Regions from separate parts of the Mus musculus genome. Here regions 1 and 2 are each linked to region 3. The links are chromatin contacts, called in public HiChIP or PLAC-seq maps. All regions are on one chromosome and are shown on one strand. Each heading gives the region's core, a stretch centred on a gene start, on an enhancer-like site or on the middle of the called end of the contact. The rest is flanking DNA. Distances are from core to core; before and after follow the strand shown.

The links. HiChIP or PLAC-seq counts read pairs in DNA pulled down with a chosen protein or histone mark.
Region 1: an H3K27ac HiChIP or PLAC-seq map of embryonic stem cells shows a contact between it and region 3, with 2.4 times the contacts expected there. The contact joins the promoter of Phlda3 here to the promoter of Kif14 in region 3. A contact is called at or near these places in 2 of 115 datasets of contacts at active chromatin or transcription factors (embryonic stem cells and microglia).
Region 2: a FOXA1 HiChIP or PLAC-seq map of pancreatic cancer cells shows a contact between it and region 3. The contact joins the enhancer-like site here to the promoter of Kif14 in region 3. A contact is called at or near these places in 1 of 39 promoter capture datasets (hippocampal neurons), 6 of 484 Hi-C or Micro-C datasets (the G1E-ER4 cell line, cerebellum, embryonic fibroblasts and 2 more), 3 of 115 datasets of contacts at active chromatin or transcription factors (extraembryonic endoderm stem cells, pancreatic cancer cells and pro-B cells) and 1 of 9 other capture datasets (embryonic stem cells).

Annotation. Positions count from the first base shown.
Region 1 is chr1:135,764,103-135,767,945 of GRCm38.p6, forward strand. Phlda3 (pleckstrin homology like domain, family A, member 3) reads left to right here and starts at 1,983. Exons shown (of 2, transcript NM_013750.2): 1 at 1,983-2,792. The coding sequence starts at 2,347. The coding sequence ends at 2,724.
Region 2 is chr1:135,850,536-135,854,419 of GRCm38.p6, forward strand. It overlaps Tnnt2 (troponin T2, cardiac), which reads left to right. Exons shown (of 15, transcript NM_001130181.2): 12 at 176-285; 13 at 817-907; 14 at 1,161-1,201; 15 at 1,492-1,733. The coding sequence ends at 1,537. Among named protein-coding and RNA genes, the nearest start is that of Tnnt2, 16 kb to the left of the region's middle. Within about 2 kb of position 1,971, at least 88 of the 459 cell types and tissues checked have an H3K27ac peak or open chromatin away from gene starts, as enhancers often do. A contact at or near this core is called in embryonic fibroblasts and pancreatic cancer cells, where this site is marked.
Region 3 is chr1:136,465,752-136,469,404 of GRCm38.p6, forward strand. It overlaps Kif14 (kinesin family member 14), which reads left to right and starts at 2,097. Exons shown (of 29, transcript NM_001287179.2): 1 at 2,097-3,423. The coding sequence starts at 2,207.

The sequences.
Region 1 (3,843 bases), core at 733-3,232, 700 kb before region 3:
GGATTCCAAAGACTGACTCTGGCCATTGGGACAGCAGTAGAGGGGCCCAGAGCATGATGCTCCACGGAGTTTCCTCCTAGGCCCCTTTGCTCACTCTCTTTTTACCTGATGTCACCACCCTTTCCCTTCCTTTCTCCACCGCTTAGAAGCCTCTAACCCTCCAGCCAGTAAGGAAAGAGTGTGGGTGGCCATGTCATGTGTTACAAGGGCTCAGTGTTTATGGAGAGGCAGGGTGATGTCACCAGCAGATTCCAGGTCCTGTAAGCCACCAATACATTCATGCCCTAGACTCTCTGATTACAAAGCTGCAGGATCCCGGTTAAGTTGTTTGAGTTCTCTGCCTTGTTTTTTTTTTCCCTCATGAGAAAATGTGAGCAAAACACTATGCCCTATCTCTCATGAGAATTTAAAGCATGGGGGAGGGCTCTGTAAATTTTGTCTTGAGAATGATCCAGTAGTTATAGAAAGCATCAGTGAACGAGAAGGAAGCAGTAGAGATGGGCTCAATGGAGACACTCCTCCCGGTCCCACTCCCACCCCCATTTCCTAAAGGAGAGAGGGTTGGTTAAGGCAGGATTCTGCCAGGTTGGTCAACTCAGCAGTCCCTAGAAGAAGGCTGAGGGGAAAGCCACACCATAGTGGCTGGCCGACAAGTCCCTAAGGGCACTGTCTAATCTCTCTCCTGGAGTGGCATTGTGGGAGTTGGGAGCTGAGGGACAGGGAGAAGGTCAGAGGGAGGGACAGACAGGGCTCTGGATGGGAAACTGATGACTCTTTCTCTCCACAGCTGGCTTGGTTCTGCAGGGGAGGATACCCCCGGCTCACAACAGAATCCTCCCTGTGCCCGTTAGTTTTTCGACACCGAGGACCAAAACAGGAGGTGTGAGTACAAAGAGGTCTTCTTTCTGACTAATTATTTATCATTAGTCCCAGAACCTTTACGATTAACATGTCCATGAGTAGGTGTTTAAGAAACTTTGGCCTGGAGGGGTTGACCAAGAGGGCCAGATGAGGGAGGTCCTAGGAGAGACATCTTTCTCCGGCTTCTGACCTTATATGATGGAAGACATAGTAGGAAGAGAGAAATAACTGAGTTGGCAGATCTGTCCCGGGTCTTCACGAATGGTCACTAAGTTGCTCTTCGCAACAATCCTACCAGATCAGAATGGATTAGTTATCCCATTTGATACATGAAAGTATGGAATAAGGTTAGAGCCATTGGCCAGGTAGGAGAGGTTTGAAGTCAACTGAGAAAAGCCTGTCTCCCTTCAGCATAGTGTCCCAGGAGAAGCCCATTCTCTGCTGTGGACTCTGCAGAGAAGCCACAAGGCTGAGGGCTAACTGCAGTAGGCATGGTTGGGCTCCAAGTCAATGCTCTGTGAGACAACCCCACACCCACAGCACGTGTGTCTACTTCCCATTGATCCATCAGGATTTCTCTCTCCCCACTTTATACACACTATTTTCTAACGCCTACCTAAGTAGAGGCAGGGAAAGGTGGGAGAGTAGGTTGTCAGATCTGTGGCCAGCCTCCCTTGAGCCCAGCAGAGAGACATCTGCTGATGATGGTGGACAGACCCAACACTAGCTTTTGGCAGAGGCTGGGCGACCAGAACTCTCGTGCTCTGAGAAGCAGCGGGTATTTGACACCCACCCTGCCATGGTGCCACTGCGTTATCGTCAAGCCGGCCCCACCCCAGGCCAGCAATGACCTGGCTCCTCTAGGAGAGGATCCTCGGCCCTCCCCCACTTCTCCTCTTTCTCCTTCTGCTATGCCCCGGGTGTGAGGCCGGGGTGAACGGTTGAGGCTGGGGGTCGGGTGAGGGGCTCGGAGCGGTGTTTTAAGAAGGGGCAGCCCGCAGGCTATTGAGAAAGCAGCCCCCTCCCGGGCCCGCGCTGCTGATGGGTGTTGGAGCCCCACTGCAGCCCCGCCCCCCGGGGCCCTGTCCGGGCGGGTGCGCGGCGCAGAGGGGAGGGCCAGCGGGGCAGGAATGCGCGGCGGGCGGCGCAGGAGGCGAGCGGTGGAACATGTAAGGGCACATCCCGCCAGCAGCCGCCCAGCTCGCAGACGGAGCGCAGGGGAGCGGGCGTGCGGGCGGCGAGGCGCAGGGCACCGGGTAGAGGCTCGGGGAGGTCGAAGCGGCGCGCAGGGTTCCAAGCCGGCGGCGAGAGAGTAGCATCGCACGAGCCTCCCGGTACCCGCTGTCTGCGAGGCGGCCCGGGCCGCAGGCTCGACCGCACAGGGAGCAAGGCCAACCAGCTCCAGGGCGCGAGAAGCCGGCGCTGTAGAGCCGGGACAGCCGGGATCGCCGCAGCCTCCAGAGCTGTGGGAACCTCGGGGTGCCCATGACGGCGGCGGCGACCGTGCTGAAGGAGGGCGTGCTGGAGAAGCGCAGCGGCGGGCTGCTGCAGCTGTGGAAGCGGAAGCGCTGCGTGCTCACCGAGCGCGGGCTGCAGCTCTTCGAGGCCAAGGGCACGGGCGGCCGGCCCAAGGAGCTCAGCTTCGCCCGCATCAAAGCCGTGGAGTGCGTAGAGAGCACCGGGCGCCACATCTACTTCACGCTAGTGACCGAAGGCGGGGGCGAGATCGACTTCCGCTGCCCCCTCGAAGACCCTGGCTGGAACGCTCAGATCACCCTGGGCCTGGTCAAGTTCAAGAATCAACAGGCCATCCAGACTGTGCGGGCCCGGCAGAGTCTTGGGACTGGGACCCTTGTGTCCTAAACCATGAGGCGTATCATTTTATCGACATGCCCCCCCTCTCCCATCTCCGTGCCCAGAAGACATGTCAGGTGAGTCCCAGAGCACTGAATCCTCTCTCTTCTTCCTCCTCTGCTCTCTATAGAAAACCAGGGGCTTTGATTTCTATCCCAAAGCTGGACGATCCCAGAGAAGGTTGTTGGGACCAACAGAGCGTAGATCCGAAGAGAATGTGTTTTTGGAAGCCGGGCCTTTTGCCAAGTGAGCAGAGCAGGCCCTTTCCCTAGGGCACCAGGCAGGAGGGTCCTTAATGTAACCCAAGTGTCGGAGAGGAAGATGGGTGGGAGCACGGAGAGAGAGCACGGGTGGGATAGGCCTCCTCAGAGATTGGTTCACTCACCATAGGACTCCTGCGTTGTATGACTGTCTTCCAGAATGAATGCATGCTGGAGAATGTAAGTGTTGAACTGCGATGACAACTCACTACGGTGTAGTTATCGAAGGAGTTATAAGGGCTTGCGAACAAAACCATGCTGTCTTAGGTCCCTACGTGGGGCCTCAGTGGAAGGCTGGGCTGAGCCAATGGCTTCAAAAACTCATTCTTGATAATGGATCTGGGGCTCCAGGGCTGAGGTGTGGGAGCATAAAGGAGTGTGAGATGTGGAATGTGAGATGTGGCCGGGACATCATTGCAGGGATGATAGGCCTGGCCTATCCATGAGTGCTGGCCAAAGGCATGCTGGGCCAGAGGAGGAGAAGCTAGAAGAGGGATGGGTGGCTGAGAACAGGATGGGGCCATGCATCTCTATTCATGATGTCTTAATCCTCCTAAAGGCAGAAGGTGGGGGGTGGGGGGGTTGGTTTGTGGTTAGAATGGCTCAAGGGAGGGACCAAGAATAGAACCTAGAAGCCATGGCATTTAGCCGTGTGCCCTCTTCCCCAGATACTACTCCCTCCTCATGGGAATCAGAGCTGGGGTTTATATAATTCTGCCCTTAACTTCTCCAACGGAAGCTTTGGTCCCTCTGAACCCAGCTACACCACCCAAAGTACCTCATCCATCTCCTCTTCCATCTCCAGCAAACAGAGGTCAACTGAGCCTAGGGATTATCTGGTGTTCCAGCCCCTTTGAGACTCTGGTTT
Region 2 (3,884 bases), core at 721-3,220, 620 kb before region 3:
CCTCATTTTCTCGGGGGCCGGGATCCAGAAGCTAATGATGTGTCATGCTGCTAAAGCAATAGGGGAGGAACCCAGTTTTCTGCAGATCTGGCCCTACTCCCCAGGGTATTGGGAGGGTCAGGGGACGGGGAGGAACCATCTCTAGCCAAGTGTCCCTGCTCACCATCCCCTTCAGACAGAGCGGAAGAGTGGGAAGAGACAGACAGAGAGAGAGAAGAAGAAGAAGATCCTGGCAGAGAGGAGGAAGGCGCTGGCCATCGACCACCTGAATGAAGACCAACTGAGGTGGGGACAGTTGGTTGGGTGGCCCCTGGCACTCTTCCTGAGTGAGATGGAAGGCACTTCTCACTGTAAACCGCCAGAGGGAGGCACTCCCTCACACATTTGCCCAGGCTCCAGTGCTGGCACCAGGCCTCAGCAGGTCAGGCCTCCCTGTGAACTTTGGCGACAGGGAAAGAGAACTAAGCAGGCCCTTTTCTTATCTGAGCTCCTGCTTGGCCACATCCACATGGGAGGTGGAAAAGCAGATCTAGATGCTCTGTTGTACCAAGAGGGCTTCTCCTCAACTTCCAGCTCTCTGTTGTGGCAGCCCTTGGTGTCTGTCCCTGAACCCTGGGCACAGTAGCTAGGAGCCAGAATTCCAGAATGGTCAGGTCCAGAGCACAGGCTGGAGGTGGGCACCCTTTGCAGACCTAACTGTGCAAGGACAGGCTGGGGCCCGTGAAGGCTGAGTTAGGACCAGGGTGAAAGCCAGCCAAGGCCACTCCACGCCTGTCTTCATCGCTCCTCACCTCGCTTCCATTGTGGCTCCTGCAGAGAGAAGGCCAAGGAGCTGTGGCAGAGTATTCACAACCTGGAGGCTGAGAAGTTCGACCTGCAGGAAAAGTTCAAGCAGCAGAAATACGAAGTGAGCTGCTCACTGTGTCTATCCGGCCATGCTCCTGGTTTGACCTAGTCCCTGCTACCGCTGACCCTCAGGCCCCTTTTCCCTGTCCCCATGCAATCCATGCACTGGTCCGTCTCCAACCGTGTTCTCATACTTCCCTCCACCCTGTTTGTACCCTTGCTTCGACACTGAGCCCCCTCCCTCCTCCCAGGCCTCCTTGAATGAGCCCCAACTTTATAATTTATCTTCCCTGCTTCCCCTCCCCCGCCCCCAGATCAACGTTCTGCGAAACCGGATCAATGACAACCAGAAAGTGTGAGTGTCTCTGGCCCTTCTCTTAGCACGATGCATCCCACCTCCCCTCTCCCCATCCTGTTGTCAGGGTTCTGACCCCAGCTTTCTCCTCTCTTTGAGTCACAGCTTCCTTCTTTCAGCCTTGGGCACAGCACCCAGTGCAGGGTGGGATAGGGGGTCCAAGGTGGTTGTTGTATTCCACCCCTGCTCCAGAATGCTCATCTCAACCCTTATCTCCCCTCCCCTGCCCGCTGTCCCATTGAGAACTGCTACCCCATCCCCCATCTGATGGGTTCCTGTTTCTCCTGTAGCTCCAAAACTCGTGGGAAGGCCAAAGTCACCGGGCGTTGGAAATAGATGAAACTGTTCTCGTCAAAGCTGTGCCCCCTGCTTGTGTCCTTGCCCCGTGCATCCCAGCTCTGGGTCCTCCTTGGCACCCAATGCAGACTCCTGTTTGGATAGTGGGAGCTGGCTTAGCTAGAAGCCAGTACTCTGCCTGACCCCTATGCCCGCACTATGCCAGCAATAAAAAGCCAACACACTGCACATATGGAATAGTGTTTCTCATCCGCCCCCTCCCTGAGTGTTACAGAGAATCAAGACCCTTGTATCTGTCCAACTCGGAGGAACTTATGCCAGTCTGGTCTTCTTCTCCCCTCCCCCCAGCTGGGGAGAAGCCGATGGCCGAGTATCGTGCATACATTCTGAGAACCGGAGGGAGGTGCGGGCAGAGGGCAGGGTTTATGTTTTAGCCTGTGAGAGTCACCAGGAACAGCATGCTGAGGAAGAGGCCTGTCACACAGGGAGGGAGCGTTCCCATGTGAGTCATTTGCTGGTGAACAATGGAGCCTCTTTGAATGGCTGCTGTTTTCTTTCTCCTCCTGGCCTGGGCACTAAGAGCCCACTGTCTGAGGGGGCAGGGAGCCCTTGAGGGAGGAAGGAAGGCTGGTTTCATTGGGCAGCTGTTCAGGCTAGAGCTGCCAAGGGACTTGGCCTAGCTTGAGTGCCTCAGTTTCCCCTTTCCCATGATCTGCATGTCTTCCAGGGCTTAAAGATCTCAGAGTGAAAAGGATAGCATGGTGGCATAGTTTCTGAGCAGGAAGCAAAGCACTTGGTCCATCAGCTCCCTAGGACAATCCTCCAAGCGGGAAGGTTCTCCTGTACCACCCAGCCTTTCTCAGGTCTCCCTGCTGGAATCCCTTCTCCCTGTTTTTTCTTTGCTATCCATCAGCCTGTGAGTTTTGCCTCAGAACTTTGCCCGTGATCTCTGAGGCAAAGTAGACTCACCTCTCGTTGCACTGAGCCCAACTTAAGCCCAACTTAGGCCTTCTAGCACACACTATTAGATGGATCTATTCCTACAAGAATCACTTGCCCTGCTCCCTGGCCACTGTACTGAGCTATTTATCCTGAGCTAGGAGCCCATAACAGATATTAACGGTACAGGCATAGAAACAATACGGCCCTAGGGGCTCAGCCTGTGGTCATGGCTTTGCTTGTTCATCTCTATTAGTTACTATTCTTGTTTGCCGTAACAAAATACCAGGCAGAAGCAACCTAAGAAAGAAAGGGTTCATTCTAGCTCACAGTTTAAACAACAGAGGGCATAGTCCACCATGGTGGGAAAGCACAGAGAAGAGCGTGAGGCTGCTAGCTCTTCCATGTCTTTGTGGATCAGGAAGTGCAGACAGCCTGGACCAGTGGTGGAGTGGACTATAATCCTCAAGTCCCACCTCCAGGGCCTCATGACTGCCAGGCCCCACATTCAGAAGGTTCCACAACCTCCCAAGCAGTGTCACCATTGGAGGATGAAGTGTTCAAACACGCAGGCTGGTGTGCAAGTGGGGTGGAGCGATGGGGGTGGGGGTGGGGGTGGGGGTGGGGGTGGGGGTGGAGCTGTATTTCACATCCAAACCATATCGCATCTATTCCTCAGTAGCTATGTCCCGAGCTCTGACTATATGCTGGACTCTGTGGGTCACAAAGAGGCTGTGATGGGTATCAAAGGAGCAGATAGGGCCTCACGTGGCCATGGCAGGCAGGAGTGCTTTTGGAGGAAGGTGTATCTAGTGAGCCCTAGTGGGAAGAAGGGGAGATCACTGAGAGATGTGTGTATGTATGGAGGGCGGGAGGGTTTACAAGTCTTAGAAGCAGGAGGCAGCCTGTCCCCTTGCTCTGAACTTTCCCCATCCCCAAAACCATATCTTTTCTCTTAAGGTTATCTGGGTGTTGGGAAGTTTTTGTTTGTTTGTTTGTTTTTTTTGTTTGTTTGTTTTTTTCCTTAAATGCTCACCATTTCTTTGTAGTGAGGATATTTGTCATGGGCTTTTATCTGTAGTAGTTCCCACACCCCAACCCCAGTCCACAGTTTTCTTTCCGTTATTATCATCAGTCACCAGGAAGTGTAAACACAAGTAGTTCAAAAAGGGTGGGGGGAGGGGCAAAAGAGAATGGGGAACATCCAAATAACTTTTTATTCCTACATATTAGTATTATGGTCCTATTTTACTATTACTTACTTTGCTAGCCTTTTGCTGTGCCTAATTTACAACTGAAACTTCAGCACATGTAGGAAAGCCATCACATATATAGGTAGGGCCTTGGTTTTAGGTAGGAAAGGTCTTTCCTCAAAAAAATGTAGGACTGGCTGGGCAGTGGTGGCACTCGCCTTTAATCCCAGCACTTGGGAGGCAGAGGCAGGTGG
Region 3 (3,653 bases), core at 847-3,346:
TCTCTTACAGAATACATTTCCATTATCTCCATACTGTTAATTTGGAAAAATATTTGGCTAGAATCATTCTTTGGTTTTAGTGATTACCTTTTTTCAGGTTTCAGAATGTTATTGTAACCTTTACCGCAACAGCTTTGGACTTCCAGCCACACCACTTGCTACTTGTCAGATCATTCACAAGTTTATTAACAGACTGGCATAACATTAATACTTGATTAAAATATTCAGGATTAAAAAACAAAACTTTAATTCATCTGAACACTTAGTCCACGACATCACGTAACGACTTGAGTATGAAATACCAGAGTGTTATTATAATTAACGTGGGGGCACATGGTCATTCCCTACAGATCGTCGTGTAAAGGATCGGATAGATGAGGCACTGTCGCTTCTCCTGAAAACCCTTCAGGTGAGTGCCCGCCCCTTTGGTGGTACCGCCCAGCTCCAAGCTCTGAGCTCCAATTCCGCCCAGAGGAGGGGCGGGCCGTCACCTAGGAGATAGGGCGGGGTGTGTCTCGCGGTAGAAGCTGCACTTCCGGGGATGGGGAGGAGTGAAGGCGCGGCGCTTGACGCTACGCCCAGCGACCAATCAGGAAGCGAGGCGCGCATTCAAATTGCCGCAGCCACGGGAGCCTGTGCCGGGAATGGTGAGTGTCGAGGTCTTAGGAGTGGGAAGCGCCTCCGAGCTGAGAGCGCTGAGGTTGCTCGCCCAGCGAGCCGGTGGGCTGAGAGCGTTGCGGTGTTTGCCCAGCAGGCCGGGGTGCTTGGGTGGGTGGTGCGGCTCGGTCCCCTTTAGTCCGAGGGTCCCGGGCAAGGGGCGCGGGGCGTCGCTCTGTCCACCCGGAAGCCGAGAACAGCGCCGCGGAGCGTGGAGCGGCGAACTGGAGGGGTCCAGGTACACTGTCACAGCCTGGCAAGACTGCCAGAGTCGCCAGGAGCCTCGGCCTGTGGTCGTGACCGACTTCTCTTGTCTTCCTTCCAGTCCTCTTGGAGATCTGATGGCCGAAATTCTGCAAACAAAAATCATGTTGATCTATGCAAAGAGCAAATGGCTTTTAGTTTCTAAGACAAAGATATATTGTCCCTAATTTCACCTCATATTGGGAGGGTTCTGTATTTTCACTGAAAGTTTAGCGGGAGATGCTTATACTCGAACTCTTTCTTTCTTCCTACAATGTCTCTTTGTCAAACTTTTAAAAATGAGCTTCTGGTAATTTGTTCCTTGATTGTAACAATGTCCAAATAGTTTGAATCAGTGACATTTTGTAAGGTAGACTCAGGAATTCAATTTTAAAGAGTTGTTTACGTCCATTTAAGGAGCATGACGAAGAGTGGCATTTGCACTGTTCTGTTTTAGATAATGCCTGGCAGATATTGTTGGCCTATATTTACCTATATGTGTGTAAACGCATGCCTGTCTAGTTTGTTGTATAATGAAGAAGTGACAGATAGTGTAGTTGTCTAACTTGAGGGGGTGTGGGCATCGGTGACAGTGTCAGGCTGGCCTTGAAAGTTCCAGTCTCTCACCTCGGCCTCTCTAAGGCTGGGATCACAGGCACGGACCATCACACCTGGCTACACACGCAGTTTGTAGTGTATAATGTCTGTGGTACTTTCTTAAGAGTAGCCTCCTTTGTGACATCGTGTTAAACTCCTCTGTAGGCATTCTTGTATTTAGGATACATTGACAAGTGTTCAGAAACCTACTTTGCTGCAGACTAATCAGACTAGATGCTATGATTCCAAGCTGGGGGCACTTAAAGTATGCTGACATACAGGTGTTGACCTTTCTTGAATCACTTTGTTGAGATTAAGGTCACCTGTAAGCTCCTTCTAAGCTGAGGAAATAAGGATGGGGAGGTCCTGTCTTTGAAGTCTGCAGTGTCTGTGGGTGCCTTGCTCCTAAGGGAACCCTCAGTAGATATTTGTTGAATAACAAGTGAAGTCCTTCGAGGGTGGAGATTGTAGGAGGCTGTGTGGAGGTGCAGTGGGAAGTGGTTTAGTCCAATGCATCCTCTGAGAGTTTGCTTCTGTAGTAGGAAGATCTCTCTCTTTTTAAAGTTTGTAGTAACCGTTTTATTTTTCATTTTTTGTAGTCGGCCAGATATTTTGTTGGAAACTGAAAAGAACAAAATGCCCAGCACCCCGACAAGGATCTGAAGGGCTTAGATCCTTCACATCCTCTTAAAAATCGCTTGCTGCCAAGATGTCAGTACACACTTCGCATAGCAGACACAACATCGGAAGCCTGGAGGTTTCTTCTTCACAGAAGATTTCAGCATCCAGTGGCCTCGTCCACAGCAGCCGGCTGGAACTGCACTTGAAGGCAGATATGTCAGAGTGTGAGAATCATGATCCATTCGTGAATGCTGGAAGTAAAACCATCGACATAAATAGCACTTATGTTATCTCTGCCTGTAAAAAAACAAGAGAGACTCCTGTTACCTCTGACCCCCGGAGACTGAGCCTCCAGAGAAGGGCTACTTGTGGGGACAGAGAGTCGTCTTTACTTGGAAGTGAGTTGGGAAACAGAAGAACAGCAGACACAAGTCTTAGGTTACAACGGCGGCACGGTAGAGCGGATTATGTGGGAAAGTGGGAGACATTGAATCCTGTGGGAGGTAACCCAGGAAGTGACTCTGCCTCCCAGGCATCGAGGACAGAAGCAAAGGGTGTAAATAATGATACCCGTGTCCTGTCGTCTGTCGTCTCCGTGAAAGACTCCAACGACACCGGGTTGACGAGATGCAAAGACCCAGGTCCTCCCGTTGGTGCCTCTAATGAAAAGGTGACAGTTAAGGACACAAACAGTAGAGCGCCTGTGGGTTCCCAGCGTCAGACTGAAGCTATGAGATCAGGACACTTAGTGGTGCAACTGACCGAGAGCAAGTCTGATACCCCAGTGTCAGGAGGAAGAAACTCACACCGTGGGAATGCTGGCAAGGACACTGCTAAACAAGTCGGTACATTTGGAAGCTCAGATACAAGAACCCCAGTGAAATGTGTTTTAGAACACAGATGGACACCAAGGCATGACCCGCCTCCACCGAAAAGCCCAGCTTTATCCACACCGAAAAACAATGGGAAGGACATCCCGAAACATGGCAGTACATTCAGAAGCGCGAGCTCAGAATCGAGGACCCCGGTAAAATGTGTCCCAGAACACAGATGGACACCAAGGCATGACCTGCCTCCACCGAAAAGCCCAGCTTTATCCACACTGAAAAACAGGATTGCAAGCCCTCGAGTTAAACCGAGGCCCAAAAGTTCTCTTTTTGCAAATAAAAGGGAAAGCTCACGAGAAAGCACACTCCCTCCAGAAGAAAACAGTCTAGTTCAGAAGACCTTTACAGAGCCAGACTCCTTAAAAGTAGAGAACAGTCAGGTGACCGTGGCGGTGCGCGTGAGGCCTTTCAGCAAAAGGTACGTCCGGCGTGTTAGCTCTCAGGCCGAGAATTCCATGTCATTATGTGTCTGTAAGACTCTGCTTCTAGAAAGCCAGTGTCTTTAAAGTCATTGGCATTTTCTCTTGGTACGGGGAATTGAACCCAAGACCCCATGTAGGTAGATATAATTGAGCCACATCTTCAGCCCACCAGTGTTTAGGCTTTGATTGTAGTTATACTGGTTATTTTTATAATAGAATACAAAAT